Linked DNA regions of Mus musculus: region 1 is linked to region 2. A link is a contact called in public HiChIP or PLAC-seq data. All regions are on one chromosome and are shown on one strand. Each heading gives the region's core, a stretch centred on a gene start, on an enhancer-like site or on the middle of the called end of the contact. The rest is flanking DNA. Distances are from core to core; before and after follow the strand shown.

Region 1 (5,910 bases), core at 637-3,136, 390 kb before region 2:
CAGGAAGGAGCTGAGATGTAAGATTAAAACCAGAAATGAAGCTATGCATGGAGGGAGATGGTAGACAAGGATGGAGTGAGAAATACCTGACATAGAATGTTAGAGGAGTATAAGAGAAAGAGAGATGATTAGAGGTAGAGAGAATGGGTAAGATTGGACAAGGGCAGGCACAGAGCTCTGGGAAGGGAGGGAAGCAGAAAAGCAAGATGCCCACGCACTGCTTGTGTTTCTCCTTTGGTTTTCATTTTTCTATTTTGTGTGTCTGCCAAGGGCCAGGTTCCCCAGTAGGAGAGATAGGAGGTCCCTTGAAGATGCCACAGGACAGGTGACCGATGTGGCCTCTGAGACCCCAGCCTGAAGCCTGCAAAGATCTGAGTATGCACAGGGACAAGACTTATTTTTCTGGGTTTGGGTTCCATAGCTCTAGATTCACCGCTCTTACTGACTTTTCCAACACAGGAGCCAGTTTCAGTTTAATGCGTTGTTCTGTGCTCCCCCTGCCTGGAAGCTTTGGCACTTCTTACCCTCTCTGCCTTGGCTTACAGATACAAAAGGAAATGTTATCTCAAGCTGTTTCAAGATACTGACTAACCCCTCTTACCTGTCCACTTCGTTTTTTAGGTGCAAGTGTTGAGAATGGTGTCAGAATGCACCTAATTCATAGTGCGTGGTAGACATCAGCATTGTGCAAACCCTCTGCGTCACCTGACTTCTGAAGCTGTGCATTTAAAAAAACCTCTACTGTTGGCTTCTCTGACTACCCTAAGATGTTAGTCCTTGAATTGCCTGTGGAGATTACCTGTTCTATGCCAGGAATGGAGCTGGCATTTCCTTAATGAGCAGTTACTTTGAAAGCGGCAGCCTTAGCTGGCAACCAGATGCAAACACTCAATTTGATGAACTAATAGACTTCCTTAAACTCCCTCTGCAGTAGAAGAGAGGCCTAGACAGTCTGTTGATTCGTTACTCACATAGATATACAATGGCTACACACTGCCTTAATGTGTGCCCATCCTGGAGATTCCTAACCTAGCCGCTCAGGAATCTGTCAGAACACACACAGCAGTGCACAAGAACCCTGGCCTTAGAGTCTAGATGCCTCTGCTCTTCCAACTGTACAGAGAAATGATCTGCCAGTCCCTTAAGCTTTCTTGGTTCAAGTTCTGAGGCTTGTTAGATGATTTCTGAGACTGATTCCCAGGGCTGTTTCCAGGTGCCAAATGTAGGCTTTCTTTCTCCCCCTCCCTCCTGTGTGTGTGTGTGTGTGTCTGTCTGTCTGTCTATCTGTCTCTCCAGTGGTTTTCTTTTGTTAAAATATAAAGATAGGCCGCTTGGACAAAGTGAGGTTCCTTTACAGCTCAATTTCATCCCTTTTTTCCTACAAGGCTTTAAGAGATGGAGGGAGAGAATATAGTTCAGTCCTCTTAATTGCAAATTCATTCTGAGATTGTTTCCTAGACAGATCGCTCTAAGTCTCACTCGCCATACAAAAAGTTAAAGGTGAATGCAAGTCCAGTAATCTGGGTACATTGACAGGTACCCAACTGAGTGTGATGATGTATTGCTAACCAAGGACTGAGTGATCTCTGTGTAATTAAGTGTGCTCCTATGTGGCTGAAATATGGGAGCGGCATGTCAGCACTGAGTGAAGGTAAGATTGTTTGGTCTCTGTGGCATGGAGAATTTCATGTGCCTGCGTGGGTGCAGGCTTTCTTTTTCTTTTTTTTAAAAAAATAAACCACTTTAGATCGTGTCGCCTCCCCTCACTTCTGTGATTGATTTTGCGAGGCTAATGGTGCGTAAAAGCACTGGTGAGATCTGGGGGCGCCTCCTTGGCTGACGTCAGAGAGAGAGTTTAAAAAGGGGAGACCGTGGAGAGCTCCATAGCGGCTGAAGGAGACGCTACCGAAGCCGTCGCTGCTGCCTGAGGACCTGCGACTAGACTGACCCACCGCGCTCCAGCTTGGCTGCCTGAGGCAAGGAAGATGCTGTCCTGCCGTCTCCAGTGCGCCCTGGCTGCGCTCTGCATCGTCCTGGCTTTGGGCGGTGTCACCGGCGCGCCCTCGGACCCCAGACTCCGTCAGTTTCTGCAGAAGTCTCTGGCGGCTGCCACCGGGAAACAGGTAAGGACTGTCCCCCTTACGAATCCCCCAGCCTTCCTGCTGCAGCCCCTGCGACAGGTGTTTAGCGGGCGCTTCTCAGAGTCGCTCAGCCCCTAAGCTCCCAGGGAAACTTTTGAAGTTAGGGTCCCCTCTTACTCTTTTCAGAATTGATCAGCGCAGGTGGTCACCTTGCAGGTAAGTTCCTCCCTGGCTTTCAAGAAAATTCAGAAAGCAGGTAGGAGAGACTGGGCTCTATCCCTGGTGCTGGCAAGAGGGTTGCTGACCCCGGTGCTGAAACGCAATGTTTGTTCACAAAACGATTCTGGGGCAAGAGGCTCTTCAGTTTATGGGAAGGTTTGCTTTTACCTTTCAAAAAATCTGGCAAGAACTCAGCTCCACTTCATATCTCATCACAGGAAAATGGAGCTGCGCAAACTATTGGCATTCTATGTAGTTATAAACGACTTCTTAATCATCTGTGATTTCTCTGTGTTTTAAGGCAGAGCACTTTCTGAAAGACTTGCGTTTGGGGAAGCTTTTTTTCTCCTGCATAATCTAATGAATACATACAGCAATCACCCATATGATTGTGAAAACTGGGTTTTGAGTGATTAAATCTTACTTTCAAACCACATTTTCCCCCCTCTCCCATTCCTCCCTTTTGTTCTTCTCACTGCCCTATCCAGGAACTGGCCAAGTACTTCTTGGCAGAGCTGCTGTCCGAGCCCAACCAGACAGAGAATGATGCCCTGGAGCCCGAGGATTTGCCCCAGGCAGCTGAGCAGGACGAGATGAGGCTGGAGCTGCAGAGGTCTGCCAACTCGAACCCAGCAATGGCACCCCGGGAACGCAAAGCTGGCTGCAAGAACTTCTTCTGGAAGACATTCACATCCTGTTAGCTTTAATATTGTTGTCCTAGCCAGACCTCTGATCCCTCTCCCCCAAACCCCATATCTCTTCCTTAACTCCTGGCCCCCGATGCTCAACTTGACCCTGCATTAGAAATTGAAGACTGTAAATACAAAATAAAATTATGGTGAGATTATGAAGAGCAAGCGTTTGACTTCTTATTGAGTAAATTGTTTTGTTCAGAAATACATGATGAGCATGGGTTGTGGTTTCCGTAAACATATTTTAGGTGTACATACCCACATACACAAAGGTGTATTGAAAATTCCCTGCGGTAATAAAAGTTAGACTTTAAAAATGACTGTTCCTTTAAAACTTGAATAACTTTGAATGTCTATAAATTGAACCATGTATCCGAATGATGGCTATTGGGAACAGCTGCCATAAACATCCTTTGCATGTTAAAGACATTTGGGAATAGCTGTAGGATTACCAAAATGTGTTTTAGAATTTATGGGCAGTCAGGCTGAAGCGCTTAACACTGTACTATGCTGATTCACAAAACATAAAACATATTTAAAATGGAAAGAAAATAATCAAAAAAGTGGGAAAGAACTTGGTTTAAAGAGGTGAAACAAACTTTCAGCTTTTAAATTTTGTTTTGGTTTGGTTTTTTGTTTGTTTGTGAACATTTACCTCTAGAAACACCATTGGTTTTATATCTTCTTTGATGATTTCCTCTGTATCTTGGAAAAGACAAAAAGGCTGCCTCCATTGTAAAAGCACACTCCTTGTTTTCATAGGGGAGGTTATCCCCTTTGTTATAAAATTGAAGCATAGAAATTCTGGGTCACAAGAAACATGTGTGGGGGTCTCTGCCAGATGCTTCAGTGCACTGGAGGTATCGATGCCTGAAACCCTTCCCACAGAATCACTGGAGGAGACATCTCAAGCCTTTTAGGTTTTAGCAACATAGGAGTCAGGTAAAAAAGCAAAATCCCAACAATAAATGATCAATACATTACATCTATAATTATCATTAAACAGCATATTAAACGGGACTGATCAAGATGAAGATTAAGATATTGCTAACTTAACTCATAGAGCACTGGAATAGACATCTCTAGGGAACATGTGTTTTATCTCTCAGTGGTTGGTATAACAAACCAAATAAAAATTGAGTATAAAAAGAATAGTAAAAATTTACTAAAGGAACAAATAAAGACCAAAGAAGAACTTCACGTTTTTTAGGAAATATTTGTGCCTAATAAAGCACATTTTAAATAAGAATGTGGTTTTGTGGATGCTAATTCCTGAGAAGCTGATGAAAAAGATGGGAGAGTACCCATCCGTCTGTTGTATTAATCTCTATGGAAACAAATACACTTGGGAGGTTGGGGTCGTCTTCCGTGGCGGGTATTCAGGGGTCATCAGTGCGTGTCCATTTAAAAGAATACATCTATGCTGACTGCCTTTTACACCTTGGCTGCCAGTAAACTGTAGAAAGATGAGATCGCTTTATTATGTAAAAGAACGCAGGGGCACTGTTTTCTGGTTAGCAAATGAACTGTATGAGCGAGAGAGGAGACTTCATGTTTTCAGTATCATCATTCATTGTCAGTTCCTAACAGCAGCCTGGGAATTGGCAAGAATTACACAGATGTGTGCCTGTACACAAACAGGCTCCTGAATGTTTCAATGCCATAAGGCTCTTGAACATCAGTGCCTGTCTTTCAGCCCCAGCTCTATAAGGAGATGGTGTTGTAAATAAAGGAGACTCACATCCCTTCTGGCTTTCCCTGATGTTTTATACCCTGATAGTGACAGAGGCACCTGGTGAGTCCTTAGATTGACACATCCGTGTGAAAATCCATTAATGAAACCATTGCTTTCAATGCTAACCTAGAAGTTAGTGAGAAAGAAAAGTACGTAAAGAAGATTATCATCCTGTTTCACTTTATTTAAACATATTGAGGCCTTTTACTTTTCAAGCTCTTCTTCTGGAAGATCACCCCAGTCTTTTGGTTGCTTATCATCTAGCCACAAAACACAAAACAAAATAAAATGCCCTCTCAGATACCCCCTTCCTCCCTCTCTCAATCCTCAGCACTCCTGAAGGACCTGCAGTACCTTTCAGAGAGTGAGTGTGGGCAAACATTGTTATTTTCTGAATCTTAGCTTCCCCATCGGAAGAACACGCATGCCAACGAACCCCCACGCTCCCCCCCCCCCCCAGCATGCTGAGGCTCTGCTTTACCAAGCCTTTAATGTTCTTAGGATCAGATGAGCCCCAGCTACTGTTAATGCTAGCGTTAAAATTGTATTGCCATGTGATGTATTTTCTAGCCGTGGCTAAGACAAGGGTCTTTGTTTTTCCCTGTTTCCATGATCCAGACCCGAGGCGGCCTTTAAAGCCCATTTTATATGCTTCTTGCCTCATAAATTTCTTGCTCTGTGCTGTCAATCGAAAAGCGCCTTCTCTGATTGCTTAATGCATCTCTGCCATGCTGCTGACATAGTTTCTTCTACTGTTTTCTACAGTTTTATGTGTGTGGAGGAGAGTTGCCATTCACAGATGAACTTCTTTTTGGGCAAGCATATGTTCAAGCAATGTCTCGTACAGGGTTGCTTCTTAAAATGCATTTTATTTTGAATGGGGTGTGTGTGTTTGTGTGTGTGTCTGTGTGTGTCTCTGTGTGTGTCTGTGTGTGCATTTTTGCTGAGGCCTGCAGAGGCCAAAAGTGTTGGATATGCCTGCAGCTGTAGTTACAGGTAGTTGTGAGTCATCCATTGTGGGGGTTGAGAATCTAACTTGGGTCCTCAGCAATAACAGCCCGTACTGTTAACCCTGGACAGTCCTCTCTCTCATCCCTCTCATTGTGTATGAAGCATAGTAGTTTGTTAATGTTCATTGAAAGAAGTATATGATCTATGAACTTCACTGTTAAGCGAAACTAAT
Region 2 (5,608 bases), core at 1,615-4,114:
ACCCAGGGCTATCTGGGTAATTCCTCCTACGTGTTTTGAAAGTACTGTTTAAAGGCAGGGGGCTGTGTATTGCCATCAACATTTTGGCAGGAGTTTCCAGTCTACTGCCACGTGCAATTCTTCTCATGGAATAGAAAGACATGGGTATTGTTATAACTAGCTTACAAAGAAGGACACTGAGGCACAAACTGAACTTCCCAAGTCCCTCTAGAAAAGCCAAGTCTCGGTGCCTGGTCTTTGCATGCATAAGATGTGGTTCTGTTTCCCTCTCAGGTCGGTTCTAGTCTGGAAAGGGCCTAGGTCTGTCTCTTGGCCGTGTATTTCTAAGGCAACAGTTTACCTGTTATGGTATTCTAGTGAAATTTATAAAATGGCATCGAGGGATTTGGGGGCTCCTGTTTTGTCCAGATTCTGTTAAATAACTTTCTCTTTTATCCTGACCTTGACAGGACAATCCTTTTAAGAGACAATAAGGAATGAATTCTGTGGTACAAAGGCTAGGAGGTGCTCAGCTGATAGGTTTGTGGTGCATATGCATCCCAGATCATTCCTACTAGACTGCCAGCCCCAGGAGTTCAAGATTGTGTCTCTGTTTTCACTAGTAGCAGGCAGTGTCCTGGGTAGGACAGAAAAAGGCACAAGCCTCCAGGCAGCTGTGCCTAGGAAAGAACACTATCCTAGAGACCACCCACTGGCTCAGGATAAGACCTTGGGCAAGTCACCAGTGCCTTCTGGGTGTAGCTTTCTCAGTAAGGGAAGCATATCCTCTCTGGCTTTGCCATATCCTTACCGTTTCCGAAGCTCTGAGACCCAGTCCGGTGCCTTTTTCCCTAAGTCACATAGGTCAGTCTGCATCCTGCTGCATAATTAAGATAGAAGTTCTCTGACCTCGACTGCTGATTTCATTACAGCTCTCTGTTTACTTAAAATATGCCCATGACCTTCAGGCCGTGCTGACCCCAGCGACTTCGGTGGCTCTGCTCATTCTCTGAGAGCGGACAGGAGGCCGTAGCCTCAGAAGGAAATGAAAAATGGATGAAGGAAGGTTTCTCTTGAGTGATAATTGTAGTCTGGGCATGATTCTTCCCACTGGGGTGCTGGGCCCCAAACACCAATGCCTGCTAACAGAAGAGAACTGGGAAGTGAAAATGAGCTGCAGAAAGTGTGACCAGATCTTATTTTAAGCAGGAAATGCAAACAGCACAGGCTCTGGGTGGTGAGAAGAAACAGAAGGAAGAGCCTCAGGCTTGATCCAGGAAAGCAAGCGAAGGTGGATGGACCCGTGTGAGATAGATGCTTTCTCTGGGGCACGGTGGACAGGGTGCACATCCATGTTCTTGTGTGTCCACAGGAAACTGCCTGTTGAAAAGGTAGAACTTAAACTTTCCTTAGAGCAGAAGAGAAAAAGCGGGAAAAGGTGTTCAATCAGGGAATGCTGTGCAGCTACAATTTTAAGGTACTGGGTCAAGACTCCTGTATTTTACCTATTGAGTAATGAGCAGATGAGCAAAGAAACAAAATAGAGGCAGAATAGGGGTAGTGTGGAAATATGGCAGGCAGGGAAGACTCGTTACGAAGGGACTATTTGAGCAAAGATAAGAAAGATCTTAGTCTTGTGTTTCCTGGAGAGAAAGCATCCCACGAAGAGGGAACAGACAGCACAAAGACCCAGGAAGGGAAATGTGTGCTGTGTATGAAGAAGGAGTTAGAAATGGGGCATGGAAAGAAGGTACAGATAAGACCAGGGAGGAAGGCAAGGGAATAGGGCCCCTGCAAGATGCTGTGGGGGGATGAGACCAGAGAGGAAGGCAAGGGAATAGGGCCCCTGCACAAAGCTGTGGGGGATGAGAGTACTTGGACAGCTGCTTCTACACCTGATTCTCCTTTGCCCTGACTCTTGGAGAACAATATTAACATCCAGATTGTATATTCTGGAAATCTGAGGCCTAGGGACAAGGATATGTGTGTGCATTTGTAAATGAAGGAAAGCAGCAGGCATGGGAGGGAGGGAAAAGAGATGGATCTTGGCACATCATTCCCCTTTTGAATACAAAAGACATGAAGACCCCAGAAACAATGGTGGAACAATGTGAAAATAAGTGGGAAATGATGAGTTTTCATAGAATTTATTTATTTATAATATGGTTTGCTTAATTGTCATTTTGGGGGAACTTAACAATTAAAGATGGTTGTGTGACTGCTTAACAATTTGAGCACAATTCTAGAGAAGCTGACAGTTGGCTCTTGTAAGCTAATAGGCTTTTCCGGATTTACAGCACAACATGGCAGAATTAAAGTAGCAAGAATAAGTGACAATGCCCGTGGATCTGCATTTCCAGTCCCCATGAAGGATTCCTATGTAAGGGTTGGAGGGAATAAACAGAATTGGTTGGGATAGGGTTCCGAGCTGTGGCAGTGAACACAATGGCTCATACATTCCTGCACACTGTTAGGGATGTTACTCAAAGCGCGGTTGATCCCTGCCTCCCCCAGTCCAGACAGGGACTTACCTTGAGCCTTGCAGCCTGTGCTATCAAACACAACCATCCTTTGTTTTATCCCATCCCCAAGCTATTTTCCTACACTGAGCTGTGGGGCCCCAGACTCCCTACACTAAAGGGATTTGCATATGAATGAGCAAGCAGCCCCCAATCCTGGAAGAGGTGGGATGCAGGATTCTGAGCCTGTTCACAAGCTAGAGGGATTGTAAATCCATCCTGGTTCTCCTCCCCAGCTACAGTACCAGAAGCCTCCTTGCTGCCCCACTGCAGCCTCCTCTAGCTTAGATGTGGGGCTCTGCTGGCTCCCACCTGCGGGATGCCTAGATGCCATTTCCCAGGCTCTGGGCCAGGCCCCTCCCCTGCTGGTCCTTTCTTCTCTCCTTGCACATGCTGATCTCTTTAGTTCCCCATCCTTCCTGGCACCAGTAGCAGCTACAGACTCTCAGGACCTAGGAGCTCTTTCTCAGGCCCCCTCATTCTTTATGGTGTCTGCCCTTTACACAGAGACAGGACCTTCTTGTGGTATTGTCAAGCTCCGTTAAAAGGTTTTACTGTGGTTAGCTGAAAAAAAGAAAGTAAGATAAGACCACTATCCTGGGGAGAGCAGTACACCTGGGCCATTATGATATAACTTAAAACCAGACTCAGTTTCCCCACCTAGGAAATAAAAAGTGTTCACTTCAACTATCTTTTTCAACTCAGCATTGATGTAATTGCCTGGATCTAGTTATTTGACCAGAGTTGGAAGTCAAGACATGTAAATTTTATCAGGTTTCCTACATAGGCAGTGTAGCCTTTGCAGAATTCATATGACCTCTCTCCCCTTGAAACTGTGATGTCTCTGTGAGTTGCACTCATTCCATGCTCATGATTAAAAACAAGTAAACCAGAGCTTTAAAAATGTTGCACAGGAATAAAGATGAGTCATCGTCTTATTTATTTGTTTTTATTTAGAAAGCTGTTAATTTGTTGAGAAAATGTTGTCTCACTCTGTAGCTCTCTCATCCTGGAACTCACCATATGACGCCTGGCCTGGAATTCACAGAGATCTGCCTTCATGAGCAGCCATTCCTGGCTGTTGATCACATGGTGTAGGCCAGGACTAACGCACTGAAACCCTCACCCCACCCCAGCACAGCTATCTGAAGTCAACTGAAATCTTCCATCTTCTGGCTCTTTGATTTCACGGGGCTGGCTTTCAAGAGCCTTTTAAAGATTGCTCAGTGCCAGTGCACTCCGTTCTCTCTTGGGTTCTTGTCTGGTGTCTGGTACACTTAATTTGCTTCCACCCATGCTCTTTAACTGGAATGTGAAGCCACTTGCTAGAGTAGCAAGACAGGAGCATCATCCACTGGCCTGGCCCCTGCAGATGAATGTGGTTCCCTTCTTATCAAATGTCCCATTATACTTTTGTGTCCATTTGGATTCATATATACTCGGCCTATGAAGGGAAATACATTAAATATTTGTCATTCATGTCTGGCTTATTAGGTCAATGAATCTTTAAGCCCAAGTTTCCTTTTAAGTCTAAAAGCAAAGAAGAATTACTGTAGTTTGACACTAATTCCTTCTACTTTGTACTCTCATTATGCATAGTCAGTGTATGTATGTATGTATGTATGCAACCAAGGTATAAGACCAAGGAATAACTTTGTAAATGTGATCTCCAATATTCTGATCAGTCTTGGAAGGTTCCAAGTTTCTTATTTCCTCTGATGCTTCTGTAGAGGTGATCATTTTTTTATGGTTAAGGGTCTAGACAAGGCTAAAGATAACTTTAAGATGACTTGGGTGACTTTAAGACTCCAAGAATCTATTCAATTATCATACTCGAGATGTCCACTCCCAAATGTCAGACTTATCATTGTCCCCAAACACTCCTTTAACAGCCTTGTCCCCACAAGTTCTCTTTCACTGTGTAATAAACCACTCCAGCTGCTCATAAATAGCATCATTCCATCTGTTCAAAATTCTGTGGTCAGGAATTTGAGTGGAATGGTCCTTCCCTGGACTAGCTTAGAGTCAGAGGTTCACTGAAGTTCAAATGTACAAAATGATCTCACATACCCACGTGGTGGTTAAATGATGAGTGTCAACTAGATGTTCTAGAAGTCTCATGTAGAAGAGGCATCTCTACCCTACATCACTTTGATGCTTCAAAGGGCCTCCTTAGGCTTCTTCTCGTGGTAACTTCAGAGTAGGATCACACATGTAAAAAGAGTTGATTATTAACAAACAAACATATTATGCTGAGCAGTGGTGGTATATACCTTTAATCCCAGTACATGGAGGCAGAGGCAGGTGAGTCTTTGGAAGTTCAAGGCCAGGCTGGTTTACAGAGTGAGATCCAGGACAGCCAGGGCTACACAGAGAAGAAACTTTGTCTCAAAGAATAAAAACTAACCAAACAAACAAAAAAAACCAAAAACAAAAACAAACAAAAAAAAAAAGACTAACATTAAAAGAATAGCGTGCAGGCTATACTCAGAAACATGACTCCCTTCTAAGGACTACAGCAATGGGGGTTTCCTTGCTAAAAATTTCCTAAGAATATTTCCAGGTCTTTGCAAATTCTCTATTAGTGTGACACCAAATAGGCTCCCTAATGTTTACTAAGTTCACAGGAATTTCACTCTTGTTTCTAGTTCTAGTATTAGAGTCTGCACCCTGCTCCAAATATAGCCCAGGCAGATAGGAATTCACAGGGTGAAAAAAAACAATTAGCTGTAAACATCAGGGTTAGTAGGTATTGTGGCTAATCTGAGTTAATAAACTGTTTGTTGAAGACAGGTCTGGGTGCTGAAACATCACCGGAGAGCAGTGGAGGCTAAGAAAACACATCAGGTACCTAGGAGCATGGACCAAGGAGTCCTTTCCAAACTGCCTTAGCAGGGCTCCTTGCTAAACGTAGATTTTGCACACATGGGCTTAACAGAAACCTCGGGAGCTTTACTAAAGCTGTGACAAGCAATCAATAGCTACAAAACTGTGCAGTCTGAGTTTAGATAAGGCATATCCCTTCAAACATGCAATGTCCTTTTGTCAGCACAAGTCACCAGCTCAGTCCAGGAGCAGCAAAGTCAGGAGACAGAAGGCTCTGCATACAG

Evidence for each region. HiChIP or PLAC-seq counts read pairs in DNA pulled down with a chosen protein or histone mark.
Region 1: a contact with region 2 is called in an H3K4me3 HiChIP or PLAC-seq map of embryonic basal ganglia, with 3 times the contacts expected there. The contact joins the promoter of Sst here to the enhancer-like site in region 2. A contact is called at or near these places in 15 of 39 promoter capture datasets (the 3T3-L1 cell line, the C10 cell line, the HPC-7 cell line and 10 more), 3 of 15 datasets of contacts at CTCF or cohesin (the NIH/3T3 cell line and large pre-B cells), 6 of 484 Hi-C or Micro-C datasets (the N1E-115 cell line, Sertoli cells, bone marrow-derived macrophages and 3 more), 21 of 115 datasets of contacts at active chromatin or transcription factors (the 230-238 cell line, the NIH/3T3 cell line, SST interneurons and 15 more) and 2 of 9 other capture datasets (adipose tissue and embryonic stem cells).

The regions. Positions count from the first base shown.
Region 1 is chr16:23,886,820-23,892,729 of GRCm38.p6, reverse strand. It overlaps Sst (somatostatin), which reads left to right and starts at 1,886. Exons shown (of 2, transcript NM_009215.1): 1 at 1,886-2,123; 2 at 2,789-3,149. The coding sequence starts at 1,986. The coding sequence ends at 3,001.
Region 2 is chr16:23,501,602-23,507,209 of GRCm38.p6, reverse strand. All of the region lies in intron 2 of Masp1 (mannan-binding lectin serine peptidase 1), which reads left to right. Among named protein-coding and RNA genes, the nearest start is that of Masp1, 16 kb to the left of the region's middle. RefSeq lists an enhancer at 1-4,402. Within about 2 kb of position 2,864, at least 32 of the 459 cell types and tissues checked have an H3K27ac peak or open chromatin away from gene starts, as enhancers often do. A contact at or near this core is called in Sertoli cells, embryonic basal ganglia, embryonic forebrain and 2 more, where this site is marked.